2 separate regions of the Sus scrofa genome follow, and region 2 is linked to region 1. A link is a contact called in public Hi-C data. All regions are on one chromosome and are shown on one strand. Each heading gives the region's core, a stretch centred on a gene start, on an enhancer-like site or on the middle of the called end of the contact. The rest is flanking DNA. Distances are from core to core; before and after follow the strand shown. Region 1 has its middle 510 kb from the start of SALL1. Region 2 has its middle 390 kb from the start of SALL1.

The links. Hi-C and Micro-C count contacts between places; a contact is called where the count stands out from the background.
Region 2: a Hi-C map of liver shows a contact between it and region 1, with 8 times the contacts expected there. The contact joins two enhancer-like sites. A contact is called at or near these places in 1 of 5 promoter capture datasets (liver) and 7 of 47 Hi-C or Micro-C datasets (embryonic fibroblasts, liver, retroperitoneal adipose tissue and 1 more).

What each region holds. Positions count from the first base shown.
Region 1 is chr6:33,213,663-33,219,812 of Sscrofa11.1, reverse strand. No RefSeq gene overlaps it. Among named protein-coding and RNA genes, the nearest start is that of SALL1, 510 kb to the left of the region's middle. Within about 2 kb of position 2,377, at least 6 of the 83 cell types and tissues checked have an H3K27ac peak or open chromatin away from gene starts, as enhancers often do. A contact at or near this core is called in liver, where this site is marked.
Region 2 is chr6:33,340,240-33,346,389 of Sscrofa11.1, reverse strand. No RefSeq gene overlaps it. Among named protein-coding and RNA genes, the nearest start is that of SALL1, 390 kb to the left of the region's middle. Within about 2 kb of position 3,384, at least 1 of the 83 cell types and tissues checked has an H3K27ac peak or open chromatin away from gene starts, as enhancers often do. A contact at or near this core is called in liver, where this site is marked.

The DNA of each region.
Region 1 (6,150 bases), core at 1,128-3,627:
AGGATTTTCTTCTATTCAATGTGCCTGTGAATCCATGTGTTTATTTTTTTCCCAGGAGCATTTCAACAGGTTTTTATCTTCATCATCTATAGGGCAGATTTGCTTTTATCTTTTTTAAACTCATGTCCTGACTTTCTAGGAAAAACAGTTGGACACCTTATGAAAATTAGTTACCCAAGGAGAGAAAATAAAATTGAATGATGGAAAGAAAAACAAACGAACAAAAGACCGTCCGTGAAGCCCATCTCCATCAGTTTTCTGCAGGAGCTGTAACATTTTGTTTAGCAGTATGATTTAACAAGAAGCATGAGCTCTGGGTATGGATCTGCTGGGTTTTGAGAAGGCTGATGAGATGTGATTATCTCTATGCAGAAATATCAGGGTGGTTAAAGATAATTTGAAATGAGGTTAAAAATGAAACAACACTAAGCTCCTCTCGCTTGTGTCAAAACAATCTCATCTCATCTTTTCTTTTCTTTTCTTTTTCCCCTTTCATTTTGATGACATTTGCTCATATTGGAGGTGGAGACATTCTTCATAGGAAACTATAATCCTTGACTAATTTTAAATTTAATGTGGCTCTGTTTGAAAGACAGCTCTAAATTGGATCCAAAATCAGCTTCTGGATATTATGGATAAAATTTGCAATGTTTGTAATATATTGCTATTAGTGGCAGCACTAAAGTTTCATTCCACTTTGTTAACAATATTCATGGTACAAACAGCATATGCTGACATAGTAAATGACACTTGGTTAGAAAAATGTCTTTGAACTTTCGCTTAAAAAATGAAAACAGGTGAAAAAAACAGCATCAACTGTTGAAAACCATATGTTAGTAAATGAATATACCTCATCGTTTTATTTAATCACCATAAATACAATTACTCTTTAATGATTAAGTTTCAAAGTCTGAGAATATTTCTTATTTTAAAAGAAAGAATTTCAGTACTAGATATATTTATTCATTATCTAAACAAACAAACAAACAAACAAAAAACCCCATACAGCCATAGTTCCTGATTCACAAACAAAACAGTAAAACAAGTTAAGGAAGTTAAACATGATCTCCATGTACATAAAAAGAAACAAGAATTGGGTAACTTGCTAAAAACTTTTGAAAAGTCTAAAACAAGATTTCAAAACCTATCCTTTTATGTAAAAGATGAAATGGCATGTTCTGCCAGTTTCAAAAGTTTCGTCAACATTTAAGAAAGAGAAGCCCAAAGTTCCTCGGCACAAGGCAGACAGCTGTGTGCTCGCTCTGCAGGGCTTCGACCAGAGTCCAATTTAAGCAATAAAATGCTTTTGGAAATTCTAAAAAGCTCTGTTCACATGCACACAGAAGGCAAGACCTCCTCAAGGCTCCCTTCCAGCCCTGCTTTATCAATCAGTTCAGATCAATTCTGCAGAGTCTGGTCCCGCCCGAACTCCCTTGCTCCCCCATCTTCTAGTCTGCAGTGCTAGCCATGTTGATGCCCACACGAGGAGATGACAATTAGTCATATTTATCCATGCTGGGTCCATCTAATCCCCACTGTTTTTTAATCATGGCAAATCCATTATCCCAAACAAAGCTGCATACATCTTGCTGGAGCCGCACACAGACTTGCCTTGTTTACTTTGAGAAGACGGATTTTATGGCAACATTAAATACATACTGAGCCCTAACTAATGGGGTCACTTGGCACTAGGGAGCAACGGCAGTGACAAATCCTAGTGCCCTAATCCACCGCTGCTTAACTTGGTTCTGAAAACCCATGGCCTTGTGGCTGTGCCCTCAAGACCAGCACATCTAAATTTTCTCCACAATTATACATATATGATCATGGCACCCAAGTGTTGCCAGCAACCATATAATGCGATTCCCTTTCTCCCACCCCTCGCAGCCAGAGACCCCACTCTTTTTCCATCCAGGCTTTGAGTTTCATCCTGTCCACTTTCATGCTTTTTGAGTCTGGAAAGTAAAAAAAAAAAAAAGAATCCCCCTACCCCTCTGGTTTATTTAGAAAGAAAAAATCTTAGGTGCTCTGTTTACTTACATTTTTCAGCACTTCTTTGTCTTCCAAACCATTCTAGCTCTTAATATGGACGTTTTATGGGTTATTTTATCAGAAAAGCAGACCTTGGTTAGTTGACTTGAGCGGTTAGGATGGGTTTAAGTGTGCTTGGAAACCCCTGATTTCCCCCGAAAAAGCAATATATGGCATATGTTAACATCTAGAGCCTGAAAACACAGCCAGTAAGAGTCGCGCAGACTAAAGGAAATCACTACTTAATTCCACAAACATTTGTTTCGGTCCAGGAATGGCACTAGAAACTTTGAGCAGCCTGCCCGCTCCAGCGCCGGCCGGCACGCAGGGGCCATACCGTGCGGCACAGCGCCATCTGCCGGCCGGCCTCGCAGCCAGAGGGTGGCTTGGAAATCTACCCGTCTTGGCTCCCCGACCTCTGTCCCCGGGGGGCTTCCTGCTGCTGGGGAATTCTGACTGTACTAAAAAGGAAAGAGAGGGGGAGATTGTGCTGGAGAGGAAAAAAAGCGAGGCTAGAGAAACAGTTTCCAAAGACCTATTTAACATGTAAACGGAGGAAGATTAATACCTCTGGAATGGTCCCCAGACATCTTGCCAAGGGCACGGGTTTTCCGCGTTAAAGGTGAAGCTGAGTTGATTTGCATCCAAAGCAAAGAGTTGCTTTCCCCTTTTCTCTGTCTATAAAGCATTGTGTTCTAGCCACCTAGTCTTCACACCCGGGCTCTGAGTTCTTCACGGAGGTGAGGTAGAATTCATGGGAACCTTCCGGGTATCCAGGTTTATTCATGTCCTGGCTGCGCATGTATTGGGGGGGCGGGTCGTGGAGGGGGGTCATGGGGGTTGGTGGAAGGGGAGAGGTATTCAGAAGTGATTTTGGACACACTGGGGTTGCTTGCACGTCCCATTCCACAAATCACTGGGGTAAACAACCCCATTCCAGAAATCAGTCCTCTCAAGCCCAGATCCTGAGGACTGTGGAAATGCCATCAACACATTTCTGCATTTTCCACACTGTCTTGAACGGGATCCCAGACTCCAGGAGACTCATCTCTGATAGACTGTAAAAGACCCAAACTAAATGGACCGAAGAGGTGGTCATTACTCTTCAGGGAGGGACCTCGCTGTAACCCGGGGTAAAGTCCTATCTACAATTATTTTTTAGGGCTATGTTGGAAATCTTATAATTTTCACCCCATGTCCAGTTCCCAGGCCTTTTGCTCACTGCAGTTTCCATTCTGCAACATGCACTCCCAGGGGCTCCCCCTCCTCCCGCTACCTTGCTCTGTACTCCTCCCCTGTACCCTGCCCCAAACAAAAGCATCTCCATTTCACCTAGAGACACAAAGGAGGTCCCCAGCCATTCCAGGATTCCATTAAAGGATGGCTTGGTTCGGCCTCTGTTGTGGGCATTCTCTGGTCCTCGGTGCCTGATGGCATGTAGCAAGGATTAACTGTAACTGCTTCTGTACAGAAAGGACTAGAAATGATCTCGCTTCACCCGGCTCTCCCTAGAGCATCGGGCACAGCACAGCCTACGAAGGAGACCTTTTAGGAGATAGAGTTATCTACCTGGGCCCTTGAAGTCTAGCCCCGCAGCCATGGGAGGGGCCTGTGCCATTCAAAAAGGCTACGGTTATCCCAGGGGCTACCTCTCAAAGGGAGGAGAATCTGCTACCTCACTGTTCCTCTGGCTGCTGGGCACTGTGCTTTTGCGGACTGGATATCGGCTGGTGTTTTCAAGGAACTGCTTCTCTCTCTCTCTCTCTCCTGACCTGAGCAAGCCCACCCTCTCTTAGAAACCGACACAAAAAATCAGATATGTTCATTACAGATTTCAAGTTTTGGGTCTAAAGGATTTTTGAGACTAGGTTTGCCAGATAAAATACAGGTTACCTGGCCACACTGCACAAAATGCAATGAAGAATTGTTTAGGATAAGAATACTTAAAAACATTCATGGTTCATCTGATATACAAATTTAACTAGATGCTTGTGTTTTCATGTTTTGGTTTTTTACTCTATCTGGCAAACCTATTCGAGATTCTCTCGTGCAAGTCTTTCATCAGGAAACTAAAATCAGCAGAGGCAGAGGAAATGTGCCCAGTTACACAGCTGTTTAGAGGTGGCACCAGGGCCAGAAATCAGGTCTAGAAATTCAGCGTGGGTTTCTGAATCAAACTTGTCTTCCCCCAGGATAGCCGCCTGTGGCAGAGATACCAAGTAAGCTTGTGTAATAAAACCAGTCCCTTATATAATCATTTCCGAGTGACCATGCCTGCTGCAAAGGGCCATAAAGTAAAATGCCACTCATTTGGAAATGCCACTAGTTTATAATTTTGAAGTTTCCTACCCAGGTGCATTTTTGCATAGCAACCCTTCTCTTGCCCAAGAGTCCAGCACTTTCTTTGTCTACAACCATGGTTCATGATGGTTTCGAGGGCTTTGTTCTACCAAGTGATTGCAAACCTGAAAGCCCCCACTTATGCACAAGCAAACACTATGCAAATTATTCCTCTCTCCCCAGTAAAGCCATAGTTCTAAGGCCATGATTAGAGACAGGGCCCTGTTTATCTGGATTAAAAGACTAAACAGATCATCCTAAAATGTTCTAGTCTTTATCACAGACTTTAAATGAGTTAGGCATTTGGAGACTGTGCTCCAGATTCATGGCTAAACAGTTATTCTGAATCATGGGAAATCTTGGGGCAGCCATGGGAGAGCCCTTTGGTGGGGTTGGGGGGGGGAAGCTAGGTGATGAGGAATGGAGCTCAGCCATACCCCTTCCGACATCTGAGCTTCACTTTCCTTATTTCTATTTATTTATTAATTCATTTATATTATAATTTGACTTTTTAGGGCTGCACCCACGGCTTACGCAAGTTCCAGGCTAGGGGTCGAATCAGAGCTGCAGCTGCCGGCCTACACCACAGCCACAGCCACAGCCACAGCCAGCCACAGCCACAGTAATGCGAGATCCTAGCCACATCTGCAACCTACACCACACAGATGCCTTATTTTTAAACCGAGGACCTCATGCTGTCTAATCCCTCAGATCCATTTTGGTTCTAGAATACTAAATTTCTAAAAATCAGTGCATCATTTACTCCGTTAGCACGATTTTGATGACGTTCTGATGGGAATGGGGAAGAAGGAATTGCATGTGTGTCTCCTGTCAGGTCCCCCCGCCGCCGCAGTGCCCCGTACAGTGCTGCAGCGGGCTGGGCCCCCCTCCCCAAGCAATCTAACCACCAAAACCAAATTACAAAAGCTCACACCCCGGAAGGAAGAAAGAGGGGTTAGGGAAACTGGTAGTAACACATAGAAAGGTCAGCTTAGCTACAAGCCCTGGAATGAAACAACATAACTGCAAGTGGCACAGAGGACTCCAGGTGAGACAGGGACTGCGGCCACACACTGTCCTCCCGGTCAAGCCAAGTCCAGTCCCAGCAGAGCCACTATTCCCATGGGGGCTCAGGGGTGGGGTTCTTCTTGGGCCACAGAAGCAAGAAGTAACTGAAGGCTTTGGACCTTTCACAGTTCAATCATCCAGGCGCCCCAGCATAACAGTGGGTTCCCATGAGGACTGTGCGTGCTTGTGGCGATGGTGAGGAAAGGGCGAGTAAGCGGCCGCATACAGCAGGACCGAGGCAGCGGAGGATGGCAAAGCAGCGTGCTGTCCGGGGACGCTCTCGTGTCCCACTTGGAGCTCACATTTCTCCAATGAACGTAGAGGAAGAATAAATGAGGCCGAGTGGACAGCCCTGTCTCTCCCCCTGCCCTTCCTCTTCCGACTTTTTTTAACCCTATACTCGCCCCTGCAGAAAGGCCATTCAGCAACTGAGGATGGACCCAAAGCCCAGAGGCTGGAGGGCCTCGGGCTGCCTTGAACTTGCCCTCTCGAGCCTTCCCTGCCTGCTGGGTCTGGTCCTGCCTCCAGGAGTCCCAGCTCCTGTTCGCAGTAGTGACAGGGCTGTGACTCCCAAAGATGGATGCATACATTCTTTTCAAAAATATACAACTCTCCAGCATTTGCTCCATTTCTTGAATGGGGCCACTTTGAGGACTTGGCTCTGAAATGTTCGTGGATTATTTCCCCTGAAATGTTTTCCTCTGGCTCTGC
Region 2 (6,150 bases), core at 2,135-4,634, 130 kb before region 1:
GTTATCAAGCCTATCATGGGCTAGCAATGACCTTAGCAGCAGGGCTGTAAGAGGGAACTGTGACATGCAGTTCCTGTCCATCAGTGGCTTGCAGTCTTACTTCGCTGGTTCTAGATGCCTGTATGTGTGCCTCCAGAGTTAGCACCTTCATGTTCTGATTGACTGTTTAACCATGCTTCATGTAATTCTATCTAACATGAGAAGAGCCTCTAATGTGAAGCTTGAGAGACCTACAGATATATGAATTTTATGGGATTTTATGAGAATCAGTAATTTAAGATGACTTTTAGCTTCAGTCACATTTTCACACTGGAATCAGCACCGCTGGATGAAGAGAATGGAGAATTTTACTCTGTTGTTTACTACCTGTATGACCTTGGCCAAGTCACTTCACTTTTCTTTTTTTTTTTTAAAAATTTTTTTTTTATTTTTTATTTTTGTCTTTTTGCCATTTCTTGGGCCGCTCCTGTGGCATATGGAGCTTCCCAGGCTAGGGGTCCAATCGGAGCTGTAGCTGCCAGCCTATGCCAGAGCCACAGCAACGCAGGATCCGAGCCGTGTCTGAGACTACACCACAGCTCACGGCAACGCCGGATCGTTAACCCACTGAGCAAGAGCAGGGATCGAACCTGCAACCTCATGGTTCCTAGTCAGATTCGTCAACCACTGAGCCACGATGGGAACTCCTCACTTCACTTTTCTAGGCTTCGATATTATCATCTGTAAACTAGGAGTGTGGCGAGGATTCAACAATAAACATCAATTTTCTAGTGTGATGCCTGGCATATAAGTATTACTATTTTCACAATGCTGAGGGGGAAGACTTTTTCTGTTCTCTGCTTGTAAAATTAGACATTAAAAAATTGTTTTGTTTTGTCTTAATTTTTGGAATAATGAGAAGAAAGACATGGCTTCTTATGGAAAATCTGGCAACCACAGGCTGGTATAAAGAAAAAAACAGGGTGAAAAATTTCCTTCTGGTATTTTTCTATACATATATTTTTTTTCACATATAGGAAATATACTGTTCACTCAACTTCATTTTCTAGATTTTTTAAAAACAAATTTTAAAGATATTTGAGGTCAAATGTATAAATATTTCCCATTGTCAATGGTGTGCTGGTAAACCAAGTGTCAACAAAATAAAGAATAAAAAATAAATAAATGCCCCAATTTGTAGCATTTTCCAATTAATATAGTATAACTAGCCTTAATACAGAGAATATTAAGATACCACCAGTCTAATAACCAGCTATTAAAATTCTGAATATTTATCAAATTCGGCATGACCATAATATTACTGATTGTGGTATATATACTTTCTCTATATATTCAATATGAAGTGAAACCTTAAGAGTGTTTCTTCTAGTAGCTAACTTTTCATTTTAGTACCATGCTTTGAAAAATATTTTTATTATATTTTAAATGCCATTGATAGGGTTTGGGACTTTTAAGATATACTACATGCTTATTTTTATTGGGATATGTTTCTAGACTTCCTATTCTATTTTTTATTCATCTGTTTCTCTTGAAATCCCAGACTGTCTAAATTATTTTGGCTTTATAGTCTACTAAGTTCTTTGAGGATAGTGATTATATAGTTTTTTATCAATGTCACCCGTAGCTCAAAAGAGATTCCTTAGATGTAGTAGGCTCTCAGAAGATAGGCAAATAGGTGTTTTTGTTGGTATGTCTTACTTCCTGGCAAGATAAGTCCTGCAAGGACACTCAGTGTTCTAAGGCATATAAGCGATTGCTGGACTCAGATACTTAGTAAGAATTGTCTAGAATTTTAGCCTTAAAAGAAGACTTCAGACACATGTATCTGTCATCTATTGCTATGTAACAAGATCCTCTAAAACTTCGAGGCTTGAAATGAGGATCTGTTAATTCCCATTGCTTGGGCTCACTCATGAAGCTGAAGAATCAGTGTGGGGTGGGCTCAACCGGGAAAGCTATGAGTTGGGTCATTCTATGTGGTCTTTTATCGTCAGTGAGGCTGGACCTGGCTGTCTCACATGGTGGGAGCCACATTTCAAGAGGGCAAATCCTAATAGCTGTGATAGCTTATCGAGCATCTGCTTGAAGCATATTTGCCGATGTCCCAGTGGCTAAAGAAAAGTCACATGGCCGAACGCAGTGTTCACGTGAGAGGAAGCTACATAAGGATGTGGATACCAGAAAATGTGATTCATTGGTTCATTCATTCATGGGGGCCTTAGCTTATGAATCTGCGAAATAGATTCTTTTTCTGATCCAAGCGAGTTGCGTGGTTGGCCTCCATGTAAACGGAAAAAGTATCCAGTGGGCTATTCACAAATGTTATTTTTTTAAGGTAAATTAATACTTATGTTCTTGCCTTATATTATTTTATGTATATGTGCTATTTACACACCAGTTCCAAAAGGACTAGAGGATGCTTGCAATAAAAAGTAGATATAAGATTAAGCGTTAGAACTCTTCAAAAGTCTTAAAGGCTAACTTTGCCGAATCGAATACTCAATTTAATGTTGAGCTTCCTAGGAATCAAGGCAGAAATGGAGAAACATGATGGATCAATTGCTCTTTATTACTTACTGAGAGAAAGCACATTGTTTTTAGGAGTGATCACCTTTCTCTTGTCTCTAAATACACAGAGCATCCTAGAGAAAGAGGTGTTCCACAGAGCATTACTGAGAGTGGAGAAGCCTTCTCCCAACATCCTGGGACAGAAACCAAGGCACTAATGTGAGATTCACTGAACAGGTCTCTGACGTGGGACACACCATAGGATGAATGAATGCCGGTGTGTTGACATAGCCTACGTAGAGAACGTGGAATACTTCAGATTATCAATGCAACCTTCGACTACAGAGACACCATCAGAGATCCCTGGGCCACACATTTCAACTGTGGAGCCCCAATCCTTCCTGTTCATTCACTCTAGAACAGTCCTCCAAAACATTTCATAGCTTTTCTCTGCCTCTGCTGATTCAGGTCTCTCCACAAACGCTCTCTCATCAGAATTCTTCCCTGACCACACCGTCAAAATCAGTGTCTCTTCCCAACCCGCTTTCCTGAAGATACGGCCTCCCTTTCACTCACCCGGCTTTACGTTTCCTTGCCTTGGGTTGTCATCCTACTTGGCAGCCACCACTGCCACTGAATATTGCATGACTACAAATATTACTGCACAGGATCCCAGGATGACTTTTCTCTGGGTAGAGACTTAATGTCAATTTTGTTGGACGCTGGTTGATGATTTTCAGGAAGGCACTAGATGCATGAAATTCAAAACAAGGTAAAAGTGAGTCCACAGCTCTTTTGCACAGAGCAGCTGCTGCCTGTGTAGACTGGGTCTGTTTGAGGGTAGGCGTAAGCAGTGAGGGAGATATTAGAGGAGCTGTGTTTCAACTGGATCAACGTGGATCCATTCCAAGCTCTGTCACTCACTCGCTGTGTGACTTCTGGTAACTTTGGCCCCACGTTTATTCAAAGGTGAGCCAGGGATGATGATCTTGCTTGTTCCCAACGTGGTTGCCACGATTTAGTAACAACCTCAACAGTGTTTAGCACAGACGGACCCACACTGTGCATTTTCTCTTTCTTGCCACATATATACAGAAGAGGCGAGCGTTGACGAAGGCTGTTTTTTTTCTGAAGGCAATTTATTGGACTATCCCAGGGATGTTTATTTTCTTAACTAGAGGTCACAGGACTTGAAGACCACTAATGAAGGAGATGGTAGCTGGGGGAGCCGAGGAGTTTCCCCATTTCTTCCAAGTCTCTTCTTAGACTGAAAAAAAAAAAAGTCCCCTGTAAATTTTATGACTGCAGTGTCAAAAGTCTTCTATCCAAATCGCAGTAAATATTCTAATGAAGTCTGGAAAGAAAGCCATTTGTAATGGCTTGGGGCAGAGTATTAAGATAGCCTGTTTCTCGTTAGTCAGTCATTAGAGAGATCTAACATGCATGGGAAATGGTTTCCTGTTGTAAGTGCTTTAAAACCAAGTTTTAGGAAACCCCATTTCCTGCCGGCTCATTTGGAGACAGCAATGTGCCAACTGGTCAGACTTTTTAGCTGGTCAAATGGTGGCCTCCTTGGCTGCAATTGAGTTCAGATGCAGCAGCCTCAGAGTGGGCTTCGCTGCTCGGGGGTCCTGGCAAGAAGTAGGCAGGTCCATGGCGTAAGGACATCTGGACTGGGCACCGCTGGGGGCATTTTGCCTCCTATTTTAAGTGTTTTGATTCACGGCATGAATCAAATGCAGGAAGAGGAACTTCTAGCCTGGGCCTGGACACGGAGGTCTAGATCCTGCTGACGGAGCTGACGGGAAAATGGTGGATGTTTCTCTCTGGTTTGGGAGGGTTTGGACGGCCGATGGGAGAGCGCATTCTTTTAACTACTGTGCTGTGTATTAAAACGGAATTTTCTGAAATGAGGAAGTCCCAGAGACGTCCATTAGGATGCAGATGCGAGTATTTGCTAATCAAATCCATTTGCTTCTTTTTATGTGTGAGATGAGGGTCACTACTGTACGTGGAAGCCAGAAACTGATGGATGCGGGAAGACCACACAGGTCCTCACCTCCAGGAGACGCCTTCTGTAACAACTGCCCAAATCGACAAGGGAAACCCTCATTGCTGCTTAATCCATCATTGCTGCTTCACCCAGGAGAGGTCCCCAAGTATACCCACCTCTAGGTATACCCTGCTGTTCTAAGCGGGCACAGACAGCACAAATATATGCACTTTCTTAACCAACTGTCAGAAGGATGCAGTGAGAAAGTACTTTTACTGTCCCTATGATAACTTTCTTGACTCCTTGCTTCCTCCATACTCTTGCTATAGCCTCACTGGGGGCAGAATTTACCCCTTGACTTGAGGTGTGGCCACATCCTTGTTTGGGCCAATGATAGACAGTTGGAAGCGCCAGTCTGAGCCCAGGTCTTGAGAAGTCACACATGTTTCCTCCGGCCCTGTTGACACTCCCACCATCATTCTAGAAAGAACCAGCTAGTCTGTTGGTCCCAGAAAGACACTGAGAGATAAAAAGAGCAGAGCCACCAGTACTCACCCACAGAAAGCAGTGGGAAGCAAAGCCACCACAGCTGACCCTCAGCCGTGTGAAAATAAATAACTACTGTTTTAAGCCCCCGCATCTTGGGGCAGTTTGTTATAGCCCAATAGCTAACAGATACATCTCCATTTTACGAGTAAAGAAAGTATGACTCTGAGATCTTAGTATGGATTTTTCCAAGGCACAAAGCTTTTAGCTGGTAGAGTCAAGAAACAAACCTGGAGCTATTCAATTCTTAACCAGTATGCTAAGCTGCCATTCCCAGGGACCATGTTACTGGGGCTAGCGATTTCCAGGAAGCATCTCATGATTTGATTTTTTTTTTTCTTTTCTTTTAAGACAAACGCTATTGCCATTTTTTTTTTTTATTGGAACAACTAAGGGGTAGGACTGATTTGCCAGAGAGGTTCTTACAGTCAGGGAGAGCCAGGGACCTAGGGAAAATCCATCTCGTTCACTATCTTGAGACAAATTGAAGACTTTGTCTCTGTCCCCTGATCAGCTTATTCCCACCAGGACTTGGCCGTCTTTCCCCCTTTCCACCTAAGCTGATCTCAAGTGATGAAATGGGTACTTTCATTTTAACAAGGGAAACCTGATTTTTGAAAGCCTTCATAATCCAAAGTAACTGCACTCGAATGGTAGAATTCCAGGTCAGCTGTTAGGCTGTTGGGATGAAAGTCTTGGTCTGCCTAGAACACCTTACACCCAAATCCCTAAGTGGCCACTGGGCAGATAGGCCCTGGCAGGAAGATGCTTTGAAGACAGCATCACAGATTGGGAGAGCCTTGACCAAGAGATCAGGCAATGTTTGCTGAGGCCCGTTTGTGCTACAGACTCTCTGTGCGAACTTGAAAAGCTCACTCTTGCTCTGAACTTGAACTTCCCCAGTTGTCAGAGGAGAGGGTGTCAGGAAGGCACAGTCTTTTTGGCTCCTTTCCCCTTTTATGTGCTCTGATTCTCCGTCACAACTCACGATACCCAGAAGATCCAGGCAGTGTCATACGCACGGAGCTTGAGTCAAGTTTCCCCGCTTCCAGAAAAGCAGATCTGAACCTGTTATTTTCCTGATGGGCTTTGAACAACCCAAG